2 separate regions of the Mus musculus genome follow, and region 2 is linked to region 1. The links are chromatin contacts, called in public promoter capture Hi-C maps. All regions are on one chromosome and are shown on one strand. The core of a region is the stretch at or near the end of the contact, and the rest is flanking DNA. Distances in the headings are between cores, read along the strand shown.

Region 1 (7,103 bases), core at 3,652-6,151:
AGAAGCGGCAAGCACCTACCTAATGTAAGTCTCGTAATAGCGGGTTCTATCCAGGGAAGGCATACCATGGGAAGGAGGGAGAAGAAGAGTTAGACATTCCCAAAAGCATTAGACGCGCAGATACCAGCCTGTCTTCTGGAGCGGGGGCAGGCAAACCAGAGTTTGCTGGCCAGCTATGGTCTACTATCTGTTTTCGTGTGGCCCACGATCTAGGTAGGGATTTTCCATTTATAAAGGGCAGAAAACAAAGTAAAAAGCAGCGAACCCTTTTGCCCTTTCTAGCCCTACAAAGTCCAAATTCCAGTGCTACACGCACAGCTCTATGGGAACCCAACTGCTTCGTTTCTTAAGAATGTACCCTGGCCCCTAGCAAACACATAAGTGGAGGCTCACAGTCAGCAGCTATTGGATGGATCACAGGGTCCCCAGTGGAGGAGCTAGAGAAAGTACCCAAGGAGCTAAAGGGGTCTCCAACCCTATAGGTGGAACAACAATATGAACTAACCAGTACCCCCCGGAGCTCGTGTCTCTAGCTGCATATGTATCAGAAGATGGCCTAGTTGGCCATCAGTGAAAAGAGAGGCCCATTGGTCTTGCAAACTTTATATGCTTTAGTACAGGGGAAAGCCAGGGCCAAAAAGTGGGAGTGGGTGGGTGGGAGGTCAGTGGGGGGGGCTTGGGGGACTTATGGGGTAGCATTGGAAATGTAAATGAAGAAAATACCTAATTAATAAAAAATAAAAATAAATAAATTAAAAAAAGAATGCTCCCTGGCTATGTTCACCCTGCCATGGCAAACCTGGGGAGTTTTGCAAGAGAGACTGAATGGTCCCCAAAACTAAAATACTGGCCCTTTACAGAAGACATTCACCAACCCCTGTCCCAAAGAATGTTACCATAACTGAGGGAGGTGGATTTTGTGGCTGCTGTTGTTTTAAGAGAACACCCCATGCAGAAGGTGGGTAGTGGGTGACCCCTTATGTGGTAGGTCCCTCACACGGGCTACATACAGAGAGGCCAAGAGGCAAGTGGCTCTCAAGTTCAAATACAAATGTCTCCAGGGAGTTACCATGGGCCAGAGCACAGGGCAGAAGACTGGCCCTGCGGAGCGGGTGTGACAAGGGCAGACAACAGCATCACCCTTTCCAAGGTTACCTTTTAATACTGGACCTTCTTTGAAGCTCTCGATCATGCTTGCAGGAGTAATGCCCATTTTCAGACACATGCTCAAGGTTCCCAATGCTGGGCGGCTTTCCGTGGGCAGCTTTGGACATATTGGCATTATTGAGATTGGCATTTGTTGAGGTGGGAGCTTGCTTCCCTATGGAATTATGGTTATGATGGTTATGACACCCCGAATTTCCTGCTGGAGGAAACAGCGGTTTCTCAGTATCACTTGCAGGTGGCATTGAAGGCCTTTGGACATGCAGGGGACGGTGGGTGGTATTGGTCTGCTGAAGGGAATCTCTCCTATCACTATTAACATGATTGACATGGTTTCCAAGCAGGGCACCATTTCTCTGCAAAATAATGGGAGACAACACCAGGTAATTTAACAACTATTTGATGCAGGCTTAGCTACGTTAGGTCATTTTTTTTTTTCTCTACATGAAACACAAACTCTAGGGCACGCTCCAGAGGATCCCTGAGAGACAACCTGAGCCTCTCTTTCAGTGGTCAGGTGGACAGACTCGTGTGGCAGTGGGCCCACCTGAAATGAGGAAGGTTACCAAGTCCTGAGCTGGGGCGCAAGCTCTCTGCTGCCCCTTGGGTATGTTCTTCCAGGCGCTCCAAGATGAGGTGACTTAAGCCCAGCTGGCTTGGTGGGTAGCCCCAAGGTAGGGTACTTGACATTTTCTCTGAGCTGGGAGGCTGAGGGCTGGCTGGCAGATCAAAGAACTGCTGGAGCAGAAGGAAGGCAGCGTGGACAGCTGCTAGAAAGACCCAGAATGTTCCTGGACTCTGTGGTCAGTGGGCTGTGGCTGAGCTGAGAAGCTGACAGCTGGGGACCGGGGAAAGCTCAGGAAAGAGGCTGGTCTGGCCCACAAGAGGTACTGGTGAACAGAGAGGTCCCAGGGTGGAGTGGGGCAGGATGTGCAAGCCTCTCTAGCCCCTGCCCCTGGTTTGTATTGTCCACACTCCTCTGCGGATCAGAACCACCCTAACCAAAGCCCCACCCGCCCCACTATCTCCATGTGGCCAGTGAGGCGCTAGGCGTGGAATAATTACTTTGAATACATCTTCTTCTTCTGGTTTGGAGTCTTCTGGCTCGTCATCTTGCAAGTCACAGGATATAGCCCGTCGGATTTCTGGCCCAATGTCATGCAGGGTCCTTAATCCCGCCTAGGTCAATGAAAATGGCAGAACAGGTTAGATATCGAGGAGGCCTGGTCCAGCCTGATGGAGCAGTAGGAGGGGAAGCTTTCTCCAAAGGCCAATCCAAGGAAGTACTGACTAACTGTAACTGTGACCTAGGCCGTTAGGGATGGGGTGTCAGTAGGTCCCAGTGGAGCTACGTTGGGCCCATTAAGGCTTGTGATCAAGTAACTTCCCCTAGAAATGCCCCACTCAACAGCATATGACCTGGCTATCAGCACTAGGAATGGTCACAGCTAACAGTGTATGCCCCTGACTAGCTCTTCAGGAAGGCTGCTTGCAGAGAAGCATATCCTGAGTCCCAAACAGGGCAAGGAATATCAGCTAGTTGTTCCTAAAAAGAACGAGGGGACGAGAACTGCCTGGCTGCATGGAGGATGAGCTGGCTTAGGAGCAGAGAAACGAGCAGCCATTGGGGCCGCTGACTCACTGGAAAGCATGGAACAGGTGGGTGACATCATACATTGCAGTCACCAGCACACTCAGGTCACAAGGAAACAGATCAACAGTCACACAGGCTGAGGCTGCTGTGCAGTGGAGCCACTCCAGCCCTTGGGGGGGGGGGGGTCCTTGGCCTATATATCCCATACACACTGAGGACCTGCTAGCAGAGGGGGCGGGATTCTGAAACCACACAGACTGATGAGGTCTTGCTACCATCTACAGGCAGTACAAGACCCACGGGTGACAGCTCTCTGGACTTCCCCATAGACCCTCTCTGCTGGCCTTCCTTAGCCCAAGGGGTCAGTCATGATGGGCCTGGGAAAGTCTGCATCATCCACACCTCTGTCGGGGAAACCATGTGAACGGCCTGTAAACAGGGTAAAGGGAGTCACAAGCTCTGAGAAAATTGAGTTTTCAGCATTAATTTGAAGAAGGTCAAGATGCTGACTTCAGACTAACAGGGGTTTCATCCTTCTCCACAGTCGCTCTGGGGTCTTAGGTTCTACCTCCGGTATGCAGGCAGCAAATAGTAACCCCTACAAGCTAGCAGGGAGCCAAAGACACTGCCTGGACAAGCAGCTTGTGCTCCAACCTCAGGGCCGTTTACAGAAGACAGTCGTGGAGGGCTGGGTCCCTGGGCAGAGAGCACTTTCCTGGCCTTTCTTCTCAGCGCCACACAGAAGTTGAGTAGCTTTGAGAAGGACTGAGATAAAGAGCAGTGCTCACACCTGAGACACTGTGGTGGGACAGATGCTTGGAAAAGGGAAAGGGAGGGAGCAAGGGAAGAGGGGAGGGAAGGAGAGAGGAGGTGAGCAGAGTGGGGCTAAGCCGAGCTAGAACCCCTGGTGTCAAAATACTCAAAGCTGGTCATCTGCAAACATCGGTGGTGACAAAGGTTAATTCAAAATGTAAGGTTGTCCAGAGACTTCTCAAGCGGCCCTTTATAACAACAGCTGCATCCGCAAGAACATCTGGTTCATTAGGTGGTTCTGCAAAAAGGCTGGTTTGTTCCGAACCCTTCTGTGATTGGACACCAGCAGGTCCTTCTGTTTCATGAATTGTAGGGACAAAGGTCAAGCTAGGGAATCGAAGCTTTATGGGTCTTACCTAGGAATGTTAGGCAAAGGAACCTTAGTTCCTGGGAGAGGGGACAAACACACATTCCCAACTAAAAATGGCATGAAGCTTAAGCATGGTACCCCACACTTATTATGTAACCACAGAAGGTGGTAAAGACAGTCTTCTAGCATACATATCAATGTACAGGAAGGGAAAGAGGCATATCCCAGCATATCCCAGGGTCCCAAACAGTTCATGGCGTGCCAAAAAAAGCTACTTCCTGCTGCCCTTCTAACCACAAATACACTCGTGTTTTTGGAAGTTTGTTCTCTCTCTCTCTCTCTCTCTCTCTCTCTCTCTCTCTCTCTCTCTCTCTCTCTCTCTCTCTCTCTCTCTCAGATTCTTATGTCCAGCACATTTTCTAGGTCTGCAACAGGCCCACCTCTATTCCTCAGAAATACCATGAAGGCAGCTCCAGGGGTGTGTTGGTAGAAGGTCTTACTCAGTTCAGCTGCGGGCATGTGGAGTACGGCCATACATACCCACTCATTCAGTCTCTAGAGTGCAATTCTCAAGACACAAGAAGAGTGGTGAGAGTCCCTTGTCTGACTTTTCGAGAGAGGTCTATTACGTATTTGAGATTCGGATAAGACACAATGCTTGAAACCCCTGCTTCTGTTTCCATAAAATAAACATGGGTTATATTCATTCTCTTTGACACTCCCAGGTACACTGTGCACATCAACGCAGATGGATTCTCAAGACATAGGGCCAGGAACATTTGCCAGTTTAAATAACAGTCTTGCTCTCATTTAACTGACTGGACTAGGTATCATTAAAAGAAATAGAAAACTATTTATTTGGATAATTTTTAACATCATCCTTCGTTGATGAGTTGACATTTCACTGAAATACACATGTAACAGTTGCATAATGAAAACAGAAACTGTCTCCAGCACACCTTCAGAGTTACACGAGATTAGGATTTCGTTGACAGGAATGGGGAGTAAACAGACAGGACAGAAGGTTCGTTTGCAACATAAATCATGGAGAGGGTTGACAGGTGGCTTGGGGTACCACTTCCCCAAACAGATAATGACAACATATTTATTAAAGAGACAGGAGGAGAGAAGGCAACACTCTTCCCAGATGTGAAAGCAGAGGGTTTTGAACTCATGATCCTAGTTCGCAAAGCGCACCTGGTAAGAGTGGGGCTGACTCGCTCTCTTGCGTGGGACCTGGGGGCAGGGGACCGACACACAGGTTCCCAGCTAGAATTGAAATGGAGCATAAGCACAGCACCCTGAATTTATTACATATCACAAAACACGAGAATGAAAATTATTCTAGCACACATATCAAGCTAAAAGGTAGCTTAGGCTGTTCCAAACCCCCAGAGGCACAGAATCCAGTGTTCCAGAATACAGACAACTATCTTAAACCCTCAGAGAAATTACTTACAACACTAAAAAAAAAAAGTATTTTTCTTGAAGAAAACATTACAGTCAGTAAAATTTTCTAGTCTTTCATATTTTATATATCTATCTCTATCAGCAAAAATATTGTTTTAATTTGAAATGTGGTCATTAGCACTTAATCCACACATAGCCATATAAAGTCATTCCATTAACATCACAGTAGAGTTATAGTTTTGAATAAACACAGAATTGCTATAAAATATAAACATTATTGACTTGTTTTAAGATGTCCAATCTTACAAAATATTAAACAGGATTAAGCCTAGTTTCTGGTTGACTTTAAAATGCTAGCTGTTATCATAAATATTTGTTTAAAAAAAGAAATGTTGGCATTTTGCCTGTAGACTGCTCCTTTAAGTTTTAGACACCATTTAATTGGAATTTTATAGATATTTACTCTACTTAATGATTAAGTCACCAAAAATATATTCTCTCTCAACATCTCTGAAGCAACAGCATAAAGTGACGCTCTGCTGTGGAGCAGAAATGCCCATTTCCCTTCCTGGCTCACCCTCAGGGTGGGGTGCTGTCTGTCTGGATGCATTTGAAAAGCATTTGCTGCCTGCTTCCCCAGACTAGCTCCCTGTGTCAGGCCAGCCATCTGCCAACTCTCACTCCACAGCATGCATACACAAACACCCAGAGACCCACCCCAGACCTACGCTGTAGCAGTGGAGGACAGAGAGGCAAGTCTCCAGGCGGCCCTGGGAGAGACCCTCCATCTTCACGGAGTGGGTGCCAGGGCTTCAGACTCCTGCCAAAGAACGTTACCGTGGCACAGCCTGCTCCTCAACCCAGACACGCCTCATTTAACCAAAGCTGGCTCTATGCAGTCACCTCACTATTGACAAGTTCTGGTTAATTTTAGGGGGGAGGGGCAGGACTTGGCCCACACTCAATTACAAAGAACAGTTTTAGACTAGCTGTTAGAAGATGGGAGATTAAATCCTGAAAGAATGAACAGGCTTGTCTATGTGCCGTCCCCCGCCTCCTCTGCACATGGGCACACCCCTTATTCTACCACTGCCTTCCTCCAGGAGAAATGTCATGGTGTGGCCTTTGTTATCCATTGTGAACAGTTCTCGTGTTAGATATAAAGGGTTAGAATCATGGCTATGACACTCCATTACTCATGTACAGCGAGCCCTCCTCTCCTTGACGAGTCATCAGACCATGAGTTACTGAGGGCCAGCGCTGGGCTGTACAAATCATATGTGCCACCACATTCTGAAAGCTAAAGGGGTTATTTAATAGCGCTATCTAAGCAACCTATGACTGCAAAGAACAGAGAGGCCACTTGCAGTTCCACATTATTTTGGTGGGGACTAAACCAGGGCCTCAGGCATGCTAAGCACGGACCACTGGGCCACACTACCAACCCTTCCATCTTATTCCACTCTGATTCCTGGTTTAACATCAGAATCAGAGACGTTTTTGAACAGTTCCTAAAAATGCAGACAGCATTATATAAAATTCAGACTCCAAAATTTTAGGCTCCTTTGGCAGAATCATATTCCTGTCATTTTGAGCCTACATACTGAGGAGGGATGAGCCAAGACGATATGTAATAGGTTACATTATATTCCAGAACTAGTTAAAACCTCAGCTAGAAGCCTTGTTTTTCCCAATCTGCAGGGAGAGGGTGGTAACCAAGTCTCAAGCACACATTCATTCAAGGTTATCCTTCTAACGTAGGCAAGCAATTATATCACCTCCACTGCGTGGACTTGACGAATGCTCCGGCAG
Region 2 (7,350 bases), core at 2,241-4,740, 580 kb after region 1:
AACCTTCTGCCTCACATCAGGCTTGTAAGCATGCTGTTTCCTGGGTCATTTCCTATTAACATTCCTCTACCTGTCTCTGCTGTGTCTCTTCCCATCTGTGACTCCCTGATGCTCTTCCCATCTATGCCCTTTCCATCAGCTAAGGGACCCTATTCTTTTTGTTGTTGTTGTTTTGTTTTGTTTTTTTGAGACAGGGTTTCTCTGTGTAGCCCTGGCTGTCCTGGAACCCACTCTGTAGATCAGGCTGGCCTCAAACTCAGAAATCTGCCTGCCTCTGCCTCCCGAATGCTGGGATTAAAGGTGTGCACCACCACGCCTGGCTTGGGACCCTATTCTTTTTTTTTTTTTTTTAATATTTATTTATTTATTATATGTAAGTACACTGTAGCTGTCTTCAGACACTCCAGAAGAGGGCGTCAGATCTTATTACAGATGGTTGTCAGCCACCATGTGGTTGCTGGGATTTGAACTCAGGACCTTAGGAAGAGCAGTCGGCACTCTTAACAGCTGAACCATCTCACCAGCCCCCGGGACCCTATTCTTTAGCTTACTTGGGAAAGCTAAACTCTTGAGCTGAAGGAAAGGGTGTGCGGGGGTGAGCTCAAGTGACCTTTGCCCACCTGGAGTTGGGTTTCACCCTATCTGGCTCCTCCTCCAGATCCGCAGCAGCCAACCTAGCCTCTCCCTCAACATCAACAAAGGACCTACCCTGTGCCAGGGACCACAGCGGGAGAGCCAGCCATTGGGGAGCTCTAGATTCAGCCACTAAACCTTTCTTCCCACATGCTGCCTTCTGCCTTGGGAAAAGGAGATGAAGAAGACTGGGTGGTTGGGGATGGGGTCTACCCAGTACTGGGCCTTGTCTTAGGTGCTAGATATGTGTCCTGCATATGATCTTCAAACCCAACTTTGGTGACTAGCAAGGGGAACTGTGATATAAGGAAATGTAGAGTAGCTAAGATGGCCATGTTCTGGCAAAGGCACAAGAGCAGTGCGTGGTGGGCTTCTCTCCAGAGACTGGCCTGGCCCAAGGAACTCAGAGAAGACAGGCTTGGGTAGAGGTCAGGGACTTCAGGCCCAGGTTGGTTAGGACCACTCATTATGGAGCTGGGTACAGCACTGGGTAGGCACTGGGTAGGCCTGAGCTGTCCCTAACTAACCTCATAAGGGCCTATCGAGGCCTCAAAGGAAACTGGCTGTATCATGTGCTGACTCTATGACCCTGACTGTATCATTGTGACCACGCCCTTTCCAGCTTAAGTCCTCACCTGTAAAAGTGGCTGCACAAGGAAAGAGAAACACAGACAAACACAGACAGACAGACAGACAGACACAGGGGAAGGAGAGAGCGAGAGCAAGAGAGAGAGAGAGAGAGAGAGAACACAGAGTTTGATCCAAGGTGGACCTCTGCTAAGGACGTGGTCTGTATGTTTGTATGTTTAGGATTACAGGAATGGTCATTATGCTAAGTCACAGGCTCTCAGCTTTGAAAGGGCACGGGATAGTCCTCAACACAGGGTATTGATCCTCTAGCAAGGCTGAGCATCCACACAGAAGTGATCCCCCTCTTCTCTTTCTCCTCCTCTCCTCCTCCAGGTTAGCATAAAGCCTAGCACAAGATGTGGGTGGAACCGAGCAGCAACCACTCTGGGCTGGTCCTCTGTGAGTTTCTGGAGGAATTGTCCAGAGGAGAGCGCGAAGACTTCTATCACTCTGGTATTATCCAAAGCCGTGAGCAAAACAGGGTCCTGAGACCTCTGAAGGAGAAGTCTGAGATCTAATCAGATAGCCTGAAAAGACCACCCATTGTTCCTGAGGCCCGCCTGCCCGCTGAAGACAGGACGGGCTCTCCCATTTGCTCTCTGCCAGCGGTCAGTTCTTGTGCTGTTTGTGTTTCTGTCTGTCTCACTACTTACTGTTCTAGCCCTGAAGCTCTAACTGTCAGGGCAGCCATCTCCTCCCCACCCAGAGGAGCCCTGTTCTGGTGAAGAGAGAATAGACTCACGATTCTGGGACAGGAAATACAGGCAGCAGGAGTAATATATTTGAGCCTGGCAGGGTTTCGTTGGGGGCAGTGAGGTGGGAAAGGGCACTTGGGGCATGCCTACAGGTCAGGTCATGAAGGCTGCCACAGAGGTTTCAGCCCCTGGCACCAGGTGGCAAGTAAAGTCAGGCTCTGGAGATTTTAAGGGTAGTACCACGTGGCAGGGAGATACTGAAAGGGCTAGGTTATTGTCCCATTCTGCCCTGGACCTGTGATCTGACTATGTGTAGGCTCCCTCCTCTGTGGAGTGAAGATGCTAATAACGACATCTTGTGGTTGAGATGGAGTTTCTGAGACCAGAGGAGCCAGCTCAAGCAGGGTAGGTTCCACCAGTTAACACAAAGTCAGCAAGGCTGGGCTAATCCTCTCTGAGATTCCTCTTAACCTCCGTTTGTTTAGTGAAACTTAAGGAATTCCTGGAGAGAAATGGGCAGCAGTTCTTAAGGACATCAGGGCATAGGGCATTCCTGTGGCTCTCTCATGGGCACAGCCCTGGACTGTCCCAGCCCAGCATTAACCTCTTAGCACAGTTCTGGCCAGGCTGTCTCCTGGGGGGGGGGGGGTTTCCTCTGTCCCAGGTCCTCACTGGAACCCGGGAATGGCAAGGAGGGGCAGTGGAGCTGAGGCTGGTTAGCAGTGACAGCTAGAGGCATGAAGGAAAAGTCCAGAACAACTCCATGTGCCTCTGCTGAGGCTCAGACTAGTGTGTCTATCCACATAGGGTGACGGCTGGGAGAGGGAGGCAGGGATGGCCTCACCAACTCCTCACTTGCTCTCCTGTGGATGCCTCTGTTCCTCTGCAGACAGCGGTTCATTGAAACTTCTACTGGAAACTGAGGAAAGGGATTGAAGTGGCCCTGAGACAAAACAAGGTTCTTGGAGGTGCCGAGGGCTATAGACAGGTACTCCAGGGACCCAAGCCACATAAGCCCTCAGTGGCAACAGCATTCCCTTACCTCTTCCCCCTCCCCCACCTTTCACCCTTCCACATCCAACCTCTACTGTACCACCACAACCACTCTTGCAGACAGTCCCCTAGTGCCACTGTCATTGTGCACTAGTGTGGACAGCTTGCAGCCTTGCCTGCCCTAGGGAAGAATTTCCCAGCAGGGAGTGGGAGGTGCCAGGCCTCCAAGTGATTCTGACCTGACTATAAAAGACCCAGCTCTATTCCTGGGTCATGTAACCGCCTAGAGGCTGCCAAGACACTGACACCTGTCCTGGCATTGCCTTGCTGGTGAGGACCCAAAGCTGGAGGTGGCAGATGGGTAGGGAGAGCCCTAGAAACCTAAAAGACATAAAGATCTGTTGGCCGTTTTGAGTCCTTTAAAGTAAAGGAAACAGCCCCACTTACAGAAGAAAGCAGAAGTGTTTTGTAACTGCACAGATCTCCACAGTCTGATCTGCCCACTCCTCTCCTCAGAAGGAAGTGGCTGCCCTTTACTCCTCCACACAGAATAGAGCAGCCTGGAGCTCGGGACCTCTTTACCCTTGAGACTGGGAAGTTGAGCTGGGACTTCTGACAGATTTTGCCTGGCATCCCCTGGCAGGGCTCTGCGCAGTGGCAATGGGTAGTGCCCAAGAGAAGTGGTTGGGCCAGTTGGACCAGCAGAGCCCAACCCAGCAAGTCAAGTCCTCCAGAGATCTGAGAGGCCCTGGGTTACTTTTACCAAGACCCTGCTCTCGCTCTCCACTCCCTAGTCTCAGCTCAGTTTGTGCTTTGCCCCTGGAATGGCTTCCATCCAGCTCTTAGTAGTCAACAAACCCCATCCCCACCCCACTCCCCACAACACTCCCCACCCCACAAATGGCTCTTCTGCAGAAAGTCTTTGCTTCTCATGTGCCCACCTGCACTACAGCCTGCCCAGGGCCTCTCCTAAAGCATAGCCCCTGGGCAGAGGCCCCAGGCAAGAAAAAAACCATTCTGTAGCCACCTCAGTGGCTGGCTATGTAACCTGGAGCAAGTGCCAGCCCTCTTCCAGCCTCATTTTCCTCAGCTGTAAGAGCTACACCCCCTGGGGCTGCCTTGAGACTAACTTAACAGAGAGCCCAGTCCCATGTCCAGCACTAGAACTAGGCAGCTAGGCCTATCCCTCCTTCTGTCCCACACCTCCCCATCTGCCAATCCTAGCAACTTGCAGTCGGTCGGCAGGGAGGAGCCTCCACAGTGCAAAATGAGTCCCATCCTCCAGCTGCTGCCCACCCAGCCTCAACCCACCACCTTCATAGGTCTGGGCCCAGCTTCTGCCCACAGCCTTTTGTGGGCACAGACTGTGGCCATCTTGGCCACAGTGGCTAGGCAGGCAGCCAGGCTGCTGAACAGGCTTGGACAGGAGGCATTGTAAGCCCTTAAGGTAAACAAAATAAAACAAAACAAAACAAACAAACAAAAAACCACAGTCAATACCCAGGCCAGCACCTCAGGATCTATGACCGCAGGGCAAATGGAAGAAGGGTATAATTTTTGGATATGGGGTAGAATTTGGGTCAAGGGCTGGAGTACAGAATCTAAGCTCTCAAGTAGGCCACATGTAGGCTAGAGACTCGGTTGGTTTCCGACACCCCTGACACCCCACCATACCAGGCTTCCTCAAGGTTGGCTTTGGAAATGGAACCCCAGTCACAGGTACCAGGCCCTGGACCACTGGAGTTTCCAGGTGCAGAAGAGATCTGGGACCCAGTTGAGAGCTCTGGGGGGGGGGGGGGGGAGAGTTAGTCTTTTAAATTTGTCCTCAGGTTTTATAACCTAGATGCTTGGGAAGTTCATGCTGACTAAGGTCTGTCCTAGCTCCCTCCAGTTCCCAGAGCAACCCTGCTGGCTTGGTGGAGTGGGAGGATGTTTCCCAGGGTGTGGACTGCTTCTGGCCAGGGTGGGGGAGGGGTGCTGTTTGAGGCCAGAAGTTGAGAGAACGTAGAGGCATGGGGGTGGGGGGGGGGGTCTGTGCTGGCCTCTAGGGGCTACCTAGGAGTGAATTCATGCCTGTGTACTGAGGGGCCAGCAGGGGTCTGTGTATGGGAGGGCTTGTAGGAAGAGAGATGGCGGGAGCACCCTCCTTTCCTCTTGTGTCTCAAACCCTTCCATTCCACACCATCCATACCAGACACTAGAGCACTCCAGAAGCCCCAGGAATGTTTTTCCCTTCCCCAGACATTCAAGAAGGCCAGTGTCAATCACGATCCCCGTGAGTGTGCCACACATTTGTGTGTGTGTGTGTCTGTGCCTGTGAGTGTGTGTGCATGTGTGTGTGTCTCTGTCTGTATGTCTGTCTCTGTGTGTATGTATCTGTGTGTGTCTCTGTGTATCTGTGTCTCTGTGTGTGTGTCTCTGTGTATGCCTGTGTGTGTGTGTCTCTCTCTCTCTCTGTGCCTGGTAGAGTAATACAGAATGACATGTCTTCCTGTAGTCTGAAGCCTTCTCCAATCCAGATGGCAGCCGTGGCAAGAGTTCCCAGGCCCTGGCCAGATAGCAATAGGCCTGCATTGATCAGTTGTTTGCCCTAGCCCCTATTCTCAACCTCAACCAGCACAACGGGCCCCACCCGAGCCAGCCTGCACTCACTATGGAAGCTTATACAAATCTTTACCACCCTCATACTTCAGTATCCCCAACCTGACTTCTCCATTCATTCATTCCTTGATTCTACCACCCTGCCCTGTGGCCATTTTGTGGTTCCCTCTATGCAAGACACAGCCTTCCTTGACCCTGACAATTTGTCACCTTCATGACAGCTATGTGGTCGTCTTAAAAAGCTTTCAGGGCTCACTTCTTGGTCCTGAGGCTGATCCTGAACCCCCTATAAAGAGGTCCAAAGTTCTGACCAGCCATCAGCCATGTGACCTAGTCTCTCCTTCCTCCCCTGTCAGCCTCCAAACTCCAGGAAGATGACTACACAGACCGCGCAATGCCTCATATCTGGGCTTTGCCTGTGATATAACACTTGGCTAAGCCTTCTCTGGGTTTAACTGGGCATTGGCTTAGAGACTTCCTCTGGGTTAAAGAAGGGAAAATGTCCGTTTGTCCATCCCTCGGCACAGTCCAAGGCCTTCTACTTATGTCCCTGTCAACATCCCTGACCAGCTGCCAAGCCTCAGCCTGTCGCTGCTACTCAATCCCAGGTTAACTGAGAAAGTGTGAACACAGGAAGACATGGTGGGAGGAGAGGGAAATGCCCAGAAAGTCTGGGGATGCATCCCACGAGCCACAAATCCTAGGTAGCCTAGAGGAGGAGGCTGGGTGGATATTAGAGGAGCAGTAGCTAGTGAATAATTAGAGCCGGTTGTTCAGCTGACAAGGCTGTAAAGGCCACACTTCCCAGCTATCAGACCAAAGACCTGCTGGGTTCAGACACAGTTGAGCCCAAGCTGTGTGTAGCCTTTCCTCCCAGCTCAGCGCACTCTTACTGTGTGACCTGAGGCAGGCAGCTCCTCCAGGATGAGAGGCCCAACTCCCAGTGGTCGTGAGGCAAGAGAGTGAGGGTGTGGAGGAGCAGGGCTACCACCGTCTCTTTCTTTTTCTTTTTCTTTCTCTTTCTCCTCCCTCTTCTGCCTGAGAAGCTGCCTGCAGATTCTCTCCCCTCTCAGCCCTCTTAGCCCCTGGCTCCCAGGCTCCCTGGGGGTGATCCAGACAGTGTCCTGAGCAGAGGGTACTGCCACTAGCTAGACAAAAGACCTAACTGCTCTCTAATTCATGACCTACCTCTGGTGCACATTAGGTATTACCACTCATCCCACAGAAGAAGAAACCAAGGCTTGGGTAAATCCTTGCCTCAGGCCACACAGGTTGTTACAGGGGACAAAGGCTGAAAGTCCAGCTTCTGTGTTTGTCTCTCCATTCCTTGGCCTGTTCCTCTGTCTGTATGCATCTTAGCTGGACTCTCCGTGATGCAATATTTTCCAGGGTATCCCTCATTCCTTCCCATGCCCCACTGCCTAATCTTCCTGAAGGAAGACAATATGCCTGCCCCAACCTTACAGGTTTTATTGAAGGGAAGTAGGTAGTCAAGGCCAGGCATCTCCTAGGACTGTGGGGTATTAGTCTTAATGGCTCAGCTATGTGACCTTGGACAAGTCACCTTCTCTCTCTGGCTTGAACTTCCTTATCTGTAGTGTGTGTGTGTGTGTGTGGGGGGCTATTAGTAGTCCCTTCCCCCCATAAGACCCTGGAACTCAGACAAGAGAAGGGTTTAGCCCAGTGCCTACATCAGAGTACATGTGTCATCGATCACTGAGGGCTCTGTTATTGTGCTTTTGTATAATATACTGTCTGTATAGTTTGTATAGCTGGCAGGCTCTGTGGAAGATAACCT

The links. Promoter capture Hi-C pulls out the DNA fragments that hold promoters and counts their contacts.
Region 2: a promoter capture Hi-C map of the HPC-7 cell line shows a contact between it and region 1, with 3 times the contacts expected there. The contact joins two enhancer-like sites. A contact is called at or near these places in 3 of 39 promoter capture datasets (the HPC-7 cell line, hippocampal neurons and liver).

Annotation. Positions count from the first base shown.
Region 1 is chr14:30,050,215-30,057,317 of GRCm38.p6, forward strand. Cacna1d (calcium channel, voltage-dependent, L type, alpha 1D subunit) reads right to left here. Exons shown (of 47, transcript NM_001083616.2): 40 at 2,230-2,343; 41 at 1,156-1,520; 42 at 20-46. Among named protein-coding and RNA genes, the nearest start is that of Gm52108, 18 kb to the left of the region's middle. Within about 2 kb of position 4,902, at least 33 of the 459 cell types and tissues checked have an H3K27ac peak or open chromatin away from gene starts, as enhancers often do. A contact at or near this core is called in the HPC-7 cell line, where this site is marked.
Region 2 is chr14:30,627,776-30,635,125 of GRCm38.p6, forward strand. No RefSeq gene overlaps it. Among named protein-coding and RNA genes, the nearest start is that of Prkcd, 5.2 kb to the left of the region's middle. Within about 2 kb of position 3,491, at least 111 of the 459 cell types and tissues checked have an H3K27ac peak or open chromatin away from gene starts, as enhancers often do. A contact at or near this core is called in the HPC-7 cell line, where this site is marked.